Regions from separate parts of the Sus scrofa genome. Here region 1 is linked to region 2. A link is a contact called in public HiChIP or PLAC-seq data. All regions are on one chromosome and are shown on one strand. Each heading gives the region's core, a stretch centred on a gene start, on an enhancer-like site or on the middle of the called end of the contact. The rest is flanking DNA. Distances are from core to core; before and after follow the strand shown.

The links. HiChIP or PLAC-seq counts read pairs in DNA pulled down with a chosen protein or histone mark.
Region 1: an H3K27ac HiChIP or PLAC-seq map of alveolar macrophages shows a contact between it and region 2. The contact joins two enhancer-like sites. A contact is called at or near these places in 1 of 47 Hi-C or Micro-C datasets (epiblast stem cells) and 1 of 2 datasets of contacts at active chromatin or transcription factors (alveolar macrophages).

Annotation. Positions count from the first base shown.
Region 1 is chr1:120,173,653-120,178,294 of Sscrofa11.1, forward strand. DMXL2 (dmX-like protein 2) reads left to right here. Exons shown (of 42, transcript XM_021095456.1): 2 at 2,370-2,495. Among named protein-coding and RNA genes, the nearest start is that of DMXL2, 38 kb to the left of the region's middle. Within about 2 kb of position 1,824, at least 1 of the 83 cell types and tissues checked has an H3K27ac peak or open chromatin away from gene starts, as enhancers often do. A contact at or near this core is called in alveolar macrophages, where this site is marked.
Region 2 is chr1:119,972,749-119,977,520 of Sscrofa11.1, forward strand. It overlaps TMOD2 (tropomodulin-2), which reads right to left. Exons shown (of 10, transcript XM_001925676.5): 7 at 4,028-4,135. Among named protein-coding and RNA genes, the nearest start is that of TMOD3, 26 kb to the left of the region's middle. Within about 2 kb of position 2,688, at least 1 of the 83 cell types and tissues checked has an H3K27ac peak or open chromatin away from gene starts, as enhancers often do. A contact at or near this core is called in alveolar macrophages, where this site is marked.

The DNA of each region.
Region 1 (4,642 bases), core at 574-3,073, 200 kb after region 2:
CCCAAATAGTTTTTTTTTTTTTTTTTTTGTCTTTTTAGGTCCGCACCAGCGGCATATGGCGGTTCTGAGGCTAGGAGTCGAATTGGATTTGTTGCTGCCGGCCTATGCCACAGCCATAGCAACACGGGATCCGAGCTGCATCTGCGAGCTATGCCACAGCTCAAGGCAACTCTGGATTCTTAACCCACTGACCGAGGCCAGGGATTGAACCTGTGTCCTCATGGGTGCTAGTCAGATTCATTTCCGCTGAGGCACGAGGAGAACTCCTTGAGACCATTCTAGATCAGTGGTCTCTAAACTTTTATTCCACTGTATGGTTATTTAGTCATTTTTTAAACTATTTCCCTACTTATAGATGGTATGTTTATTTTCAGCTTTTGCTGCTTTAAGTAATGAGGCAGCGACTATCCCTCCCCCTTTGTAAGTATGCTTATAGTAAAATAGGGACTTGTTTAATCAAAGGGTATATTATATTTAAAATTTTAATAGATATTGCCAAATTCTTTTATCCATGAAGATTCTGATTCAGTGATTCTGGGGTGGAACCAAGCAATCTGTATTTTTAACAAGTTCCCTAAGTGATTTTGATGCAGCCATGTTTGAGAACTATTGCTGTTCAGAAAAATGGCAAGATTTCCTAATGCTGAGGAGTGTGGTACCTCTGGAAAAGGTCAGACAATGATGGCTATTTCGGGAGGAGTGAAAATCCTTTCCAGTGACTGAGAAGTAAGAGCCTATATGCCTATATCATCAATTGCTCCGGGTAGCCCATCTTTAGAGAAACAAGTGTTCTGATATTCAGCTGGAATATTTTTTCTCTTTGACATGTAATGTAGAAGAAGGAGCACTAGAATTCTAAGGACTTGAGTCTGAACGTCTTCCCCTTACTAGCTGTATAGCATCTTGGGCAAATAAATTTGAATCTTTCTATATATAATGGTAATGACAGTATTTTTGTTTTTAAATAATACAATTGTAAAGATTAGCATGGTGACACATTTATCCTACTTGTACTCAGTATTTCTATTCAGTTTAACTTTCTCAAATGCATAGTATAGCAAATCTGCATTGTCTGTAAGAATATAAGTGGTTATTTCCTCCTGGGAGTGATTTTTTTCTGTATTTCCTTTGCTGAATATTCTGTCTTTGTCTTTCATTTGGGGAGCTTTTTGAAGATAGTTTATAATAGTTAGAGCAGGATTTTGGCAGTGCCTTGGAAATTTTGATGACCAGTTAGAAGTAGTGTTTGTTTTCTTCTCTGGTCTTTATCTTCAGTTCCCTCTTTCATTAGCCATTAGATGGACCTCATTGACTTAGATATTATCACATGTCAGGCGGCTATTGGACTTCTGTATTTTGTAGGGCATGACCATATTGCTTAAGGCTGTAGAAATAGTGGGGAAAAAATGCCACCTATAGATATTATATTCATGTTGCTTTTTATGGGGCTTTTTCATTTGAGCATTACATTATTAGGTTGTTTTGAATATTTCATCATAAGTTGAATTTGGACGAAAGAGAAAAATGTCCCCACCCTCTGTCCCTTATGTCATCATAAAATTCACAAAGTTGCAAAACAGGAATAGCATATACCAAGAAGTGTAACAAAAGGAAGAAATATGTGGTTTTACTTATTATAGTTATGTTGAACAAGGGAATTTTCCAGGAACTTAATTTTGTGTTTTATTTTCCAGACTAAATATTTGCCACTTTTTATATAAATTAGTTTATTTTTATTTAATGTATGTGTCTGTGTGTGTTTGTGTGAGAGTGAGTGAGAGAGAGAGGGAGGGGGAGAGAAAAAAAGAAGAGGAGAAAGAGGAGAGACAGAGTTGGGTTGGTTTCCTCACTCTCTCCTGCCTGGTAACGTTGAGGGGACGGGGTAGGCAGGTGTCATCATGGATTCACTTAGGCAGGTGAGTATGTTTAGCATTTGCCTTAGTGCATGTAGTTCTGCCTCGGGGGTTTAATGTCTATCTAACTAGCTCTTTAAGCCATGTGGGATTATGTTGGAAAATACATTTGATTTCTATCTTGATCTTCTTCAAGCCTGGTTTGAACCCTGGAACTACAATTGCAGCCTTCAATACCCTGTTGATTTCAGATGGAGTTCTTATTATTTAGGGTTTATTACTGAGATGAGCTTCAGAAAGAAATTCTAAACAGAATGATTTATGGGGTGTCATCACCCCCATGATTTTCATTTGACTTGTAATTTTCTGAATTGGAAATTTATATTTTTAATATTCTTACATTAACTACTTTTGTTTAATGTGTCATAGTATCCTTTACAATGGCAACAAAAAGTAAGAAACTGATGATAATTCTCAAGTTACATATCTTATATAATGTAAAACTTTTCTTTTTAGGCATATGGATCAGGCTGTGATATTGTTATTTTGGCAAATGACTTTGAATGTGTGCAGATCATTCCTGGTGCTAAGCATGGAAACATCCAAGTCAGCTGTGTGGAGTGTTCTAACCAACATGGAAGAGTAAGGGATTTATTTACTTAATTAAATGTCATCTTTTAATGTATTTAACAATCTCAGAATATTCTTAATCGTTTTATACAAAGCTTACCTACGCTTTCTAATTAATAGACCTTGCTTAGATGGCTATTAATCGGAGTAGGTAAAGTGATAGATTGTATACAAATTATAAAGGACCATTAAACTAAGTGATAATTGTTCTACATATATAAACTGTCTTAAAAGATCTGTAGGCTTCACAACCCCATGTGTACTGTTACTCTGTCAGTTGATAATTCTAGCAGCTATTATGCTAATAACAAGGAACTTTTATCTTCTATACCTAGTGTATTCTATCTCTTTACCAAATTATAACATCAAATTTTTATCAAAAAATGTAGCAAATTGCTAGCATCTAATATTATATTTTCATTCTTTGTAAAGTTTCTATTAATTTAATAAAAGTTTATTTTTTGTTTGAAGAATGTTGAAGTTCATTCAGACTTTAAACAGAGGATTTATTTTAAAATAATTCAAATTCCATCATATGTTTCTTCCTCCAAAATTCAAGCATTATATCCATGAAATTTTGGTTCTGTATAAAGTAAATGTAGCATATCTGCTGTATATTTTAGCAATTGATTGAGGCCAATGTCGTATGGCAGTTGATAAATGTCTCTGTGGGAATATAAAAATTATTTTTCCTGTAATAATTACAATAATTTAAAGTCTTAGTATTCTAGAGATTGTTCTTTACTGAGTAATAACAAATATTATCAAGGATATGTTAAATTAGAATATTCATTATGATTATTATACCATTTTTATTGTCCTACTCTGCTCTTTGTATCAGGCTTTAATACTTGTATAAATGTGCCACTATATGACAATCCAATGATAAAACTGATATAGTATTAAAACACTGCACTCCCTGGTGTTTTTTTTTTTTTCCCCCTTTTTCTGGCCATACCTTAGGGCATATGGAAGTTCCCAGGCTAGGGGTTGAATTGGAGCTGCAGCTGCTGGCCTACCATAGCCATAGTAATGCTGGATCCTAGCTGAATCTGTGACCTACACCACAGTTTGTGGCAACACTTGATCCTTAACCCACTGAGTGAAGCCGGAGATTGAACTGACATCCTCATGGCTATTGGTCAGTTTTATAACTGCTGAGCCACAGTGGGAACTCCTGATGTTTTCTGATACTTATTTACTGCTTTTCTGATCCTCCACACCCTGCCCAGTTTTTTTCCCCTAAGTAGTGCTTACTCTTTTTAGGACCGTACTCACAGCATATGGAAATTCCCAGGCTACCAGGTTAGGGGTCAGATTGGAACTACAGCTGCCGTCCTACGCCACAGCCATAGCAACACCAGATCTGAGCCTTGTCTGTGACCTACACCACAACTGAGGGCAATGCCAGATCCTTAACCCACTGAGTGAGGACAGGGATTGAACCTGCATCCTCATGGATCCTTGTCTGGCTCGTTAACTGCTGAGCCACGAAGGGAACTTTAGTAGTGCTTACTCTTTATTTTATTGTATTTTATTTATTTTTTTTGTCTTTTTGCTCTTTCTTGGGCTGCTCCCGTGGCATATGGAGGTTCCGAGGCTAGGGTTCTAATCGGAGCTGTAGCCACCAGCCTACGCCAGAGCCACAGTAGCGCGGGATCTGAGCCGCGTCTGCAACCTACACCGCAACGCCGGATCCTTAACCCACTGAGCAAGGGCAGGGACCGAACCCGCGACCTCATGGTTCCTAGTTGGATGCGTTAACCACTGAGCCACGACGGGAACTCTGAGTGCTTACTCTTTAGAAAGCACCGGGAGTATTAGATTTCTCTCATTAATTTTTTATTGCTCATCTCCTTGTGCCGAGCATGGTAGCTTTTCAGCTGCCTAGAGATGCATTTTTTTTTTTTTTTTTCTTTCTTTTTTGGCCTCGCCTGTGGCATATGGAGATTCCAGGACCAGGGATCAAACCGGTGCCACAGCAGTGACCCAAACCATTGTAGTGACAATGCTGGATCTTTATTAACCCACTGCACCACAAGGGAACTCCAGATAGGCATTTAAAAAAAATTATGTTTGTGGGAGTCCCTGTTGTGGCTCAGTGCAGTGAATCTGACTAGTATCCATGAGGACACAGGTTTGATGCCTGGCCTTGCTCA
Region 2 (4,772 bases), core at 1,438-3,937:
GCTGGAATCGCAACCCACTGAGTGAGGCTGTGGATCCAACTCAAATCTTCATAGAGACAACCTGATGAGCCATAATAGGAACTCTAGAGATATATTTTTCAAGAGAAGGTTTTGCTCTCTTCACTTTACAGTATTGCGTAGAACTGCAGTTTCCTGCACTGCCCAAACCTGTACCATCCCAGTGGTAGCCACAGGACACATGTGTCTGTGGAGCCCTTGAAAAGTGCCTGCTCTGAATCGATTGTGCTGTACATGCGAAACAAACACTGGATTTCAAATATGTGGTATGAAAAAAATACCATACAAGATCTCATTACACTTCCACATTACATATTGAAATGACACTATTTTGGATATGCTGGTTTAAATAAAATATATTATTAAATTTAATTTCACCCATCTCTTTTTTTTTTTTAATGTGGTTACTAGAAAATTTAAGGTTCCACATGTGGCTTACATTTGTGGCTCTCCTTTTATTTCCATTGGACAGAGATGTTCTGAACTTTTGATTTCCTTGTGGCATCACTGTTAATAATAACAGCATTTTTTACATATATGGGCCTTTTCTCTACATCAGCATTCATTACTGAGGCAAGTTTCATTAATACACCCCCTACTAAAGATGAGGTTATATGGAAGTGCTTGGGGCATACTAGAATGAATTTGATTAAAAGTCACTTAAATTCACTTGCTGGCTTGGCCACATGCTGTGTAATCTTAGTTAAGTTACTCAAACTGAGTCTTAGTTGCCACGTCTGTAAAATGGGGGTAACGGCATCACACATAGCTTGTCTATATTCACAATAATCCCACAAGTGCTTTGTTGAATCTGTTTCAGCGCCTTAAATAGAAAAGTCTCTTAAAGCTCTTTTTTTTTTTGTGGTCTTTTTGTTTTTTTAGGGCCACACCTGCGGCATATGGAGGTTCCCAGTCTAGGGGTGTAATCAGAGCTATAGCTGCTGGCCTATACCACAGCCACAGCAATGCCTGATCCTTAACCCACTGAGTGAGACCAGGGATCGAACCTGCAACCTCGTGGTTCCTAGTTGGATTCGTTTCCAGTGCGCCACAACGGGAACTCCCATGAAGCTTTTTCTTTAATGCTGATTTGTAATTCTCAACAGCAAGTTGTTCAGCCATAATCGCAGTCTAAATCTCTCTACTGCCTGTGGGGTAATCAACCAATTCTCAAGCTTTAGAAAGCTTCTTTCTTAAATATGGCATAGTTAAATGAAGAATCATCATGGTGAAGGCTGGACCATGTGAATCCAACCAGGCATAAGGCTGAAAGAGGCTTTTCTTTTCAATACCCTAAAGGATAGCCATTATTCCTTGCAGTTGTAGAGTGTGCTTCTCACATGGTGTTTTTTTTCAATACATAGTTGTTGGATTAAAAATAGTATCAAAGAGCTTATTATATTTGGAATTTATTTAGTCCATTTAACAAGTTATCTATTTGAGGGAGTTCCTGTCGCAGCTCAGCGGTTAACAAATCCAACTAGGAACCATGAGGTTGCAGGTTGATCCCTGGCCTTGCTCAGTGGGTTGAGGATCCGGCGTTGCTATGGCTCTGGTGTAGGCCAGCAGCTACAGCTCCGATTGCACCCTTAGCCTGGAATCTCCGATTGCACCCTTAGCCTTGGGTGCAGCCCTAGAAAAGACAGAAAAAAAAGACAAAAAAAAAAACCCAGCAAGTTATCTATTTGACCTAGAGTAGAAGTTAGATCATTTACTAGTAGTGCTGACAATGAATTATAAACTATTCACATCCCTGCCATTTTACTATAAACAGTATGTTAAATAGAAATGACAAATCATTTCTTTATTTACCCCTTTGGTTACTTACATACAAAATATATTGTGAATATTTTTGCTTTATTGAAAGCAAACCTACTAAAGGGTAGAGATTATAAACAAAATCATACAAAGATATGAACCCTTAAATTGCTAATTTCACCTTCTAGTTCTGCCCTTTTTATATTTTAATAGTAAGTTTCAAAAATTGCTTTCAACCTGCAAATTTAGATATGAAATGATTGCTGGTGAAAACATCAATTTTGTAGCTTAGTCCCTTTCTACCTAAGTGCTTATTTAAAGTTTGCTATCATCAGAAAATATTGTCTATTGCTAAGAGGCGAAGGGTATCTTCATTCATTCATTTCACTTGACAAGGATTTTTCAAACATCTATTCTGTGCCAGCACCATGATGGGTCATCATTACTTTCATGTGTCTGTTTTTTTTTTCTTTTTTCAGCTGCCCCACAGCAGATGGAGTGCTCAGGCCAGGGATCAGATCTGAGCCACAGTTGTGGACCTACACTGCAGCTGTGGCAATGCTGGGTCCTCTAACCCACTGGGCAGGACTGGGATCAAACCTGCATTCTTGGTGCTACAGAGATGCCACTGATGCTGCTGTGCCACAGTGGGAGCCCCCATGTTACCCATTTTTAATGCTATTTTAGATCCGCCAAAAGACATATTACTTTAAATCACATCTTCAAGACAAGAAAACTTTTATTTTCCCAGTCTAACTCAAGTGCTGAGCTTCAGATGCTGTAGAACCACAGGCTTCTGCTCAGGCTGCTGCTAACTGGCATGTTTCTGCAAATGCATGGCAGTGAGGCACTGTAAGTACAGCATAGCTTGGTGGTTAGGCATCCTGGTTGAGGAACCAGAAAGACTTGGTGGTAAACCCTAGCTCTACCACGTGCTTGTTGTGTTACTTTGGAAAAGTTTCTTAACCTCTCTGAGCCTCAGATTGCTCATTTGTTAAAGTTGGAACTAATAATAGTACATACATCATTGTATTTTAGTGGGGATTACATGGGATGATGCGTGTAAAGCACAGAGGTCAGTACTCAAGAAATGCAAGCTGTTACTAAGAGGATTAACACTGACAATGGCAATGGTACCAGTATTTACAGGAGACCAGGGGCTTCCTTATTTACTTGAATTATCTAAAGCAAGTAGAGGGAATAGGGCTTTTGGTGGTTGCTGTTTTTGTTTTTGTTTTGTCTTTTTAGGGCTGCACCCGAGGCATATGGAGGTTCCCAGGCTAGGGGTCTAACTGGAGCTGTGGCCTCCTGCCTATGCCTCAGCCACAGCAATGGGGGATCCGAGCCGCACCTGTGACCTACACCACAGCTCACGGCAACACCAGAGCCTTGACCCACTGAGTGAAGCCAGGGATCAAAACTGTGTCCTCATGGATGCCAGTCAGGTTCATTAACCACTAAGCCATGATGGGAACTCCCATTGTTTTTCTTTTTCTTTCTTTTAGCACTGGTTAATAGTATCAAACAAAAAAATATTACAAGATTTGGTGGTTTAAAATATTTTTGAGATATATCAATCCATTTCAAAGGTTAAAATGAAATATGTTAACATCTTTTTATGGGTCGAGTTCCTGTAGGCTTTGATGGGTCTTATAATATCCATTTACAATGACAGAATGTTGTAGGTGAAAATGTTTCAGCAAATTTGTACTAAGCACAGAATAAAATCTAAATATTTATTTAGCTAAAGGCCTAATCTTGTTTCTCCTAAAAGTGTAGTGCTAACAAAATTCCAGTGGGCTCAAAGTGTCTGGCAGTTGGGTTCTTGTTTTACTGTCTCATTATAACTTATTTATTAACGATAAAGAAAATAAATTTATCAGAGCTAAAAATTGTTAATTGGAGTTTCCATCATGGCTCAGGGGTAACAAACCCAACTAGCATCCATGAGGATGTGGGTTCAATCCCTGTCCTTAATCAGTGGGTTAAGGATCCGGCGTTGCTGTGGCTGTGGCATAGTCCAGCAGTTGCAGCTCAGATTTGACCCCTAGGCTGGGAACTTCCATATGCCTTGGGTGTGGCCCTAAAAAGACAAAAACAAAAAATAAAAATTGTTAATTGATAAGACAAGTTAAAAATAGCTTCTAATGAATTAAATATTTTCATGTTACTCTTTTTTTTTTTTATTTTCCCACTGTACAGCAAGGGGATCAAGTTATCCTTTCATGTTACTCTTAAGAATTTTACTCACAATTGCCACAGGGTCATTGCTTCGGGTTGCCGCCAGGCTGAACTTCTTCACGTGAGTATTGGTCTCTAGAGCCTTTGCAAATTCCTTCAGGGTTGGAATTGGAATGTTCTAGGATGAGGAAGACACAGATAGGTGATGAATCACCTGTACACCTGCCCCCCAAGCTAAGGTTCCACAGATTTTTTAAACACCTCATATATTTAGATGGCTAATTGCACACCATCCCCCCAAAGAGATGAGAATAGATTCATCATCTATGCTCTAGCAACTGACCTATCCTGAGTCAATACCCCCATCTAGTGTCCAATAAGGGAACCTAATACAATGTGACATTCTGGCATCATTTTTCCATTTACTTGATCCCCCCAATGATGCATACACCATACTTCCCTTTTTCTCTTTCCTTCTCTATATTCTAGCCAAACTGACCTAATTGCTGTCCTTTTACTACACCATAGGTTTTCCTCTGTCCATACCTTTATATGCTTTTCCTTTTGCCTAGGAATTCCTTTATCTTTGCTCTAATTTCTACTCATCTTTCAAGACTCAGCAGAAATATTGCTTCTTTTATTTATGGGCTCTCCCAGGCAGAATCAAAATTTTCCTTGCCTGAATTTCCACAACATTTTTGGGGGCTTACCATATCCTGTTGTAATTATTGCTTAGTGCTTTTCTCCTAATTTAAGTTCTTCAGAATAAAGACTGAATGAATCTTACTTCCTCTTCTACAGCACTTAGCATAGTA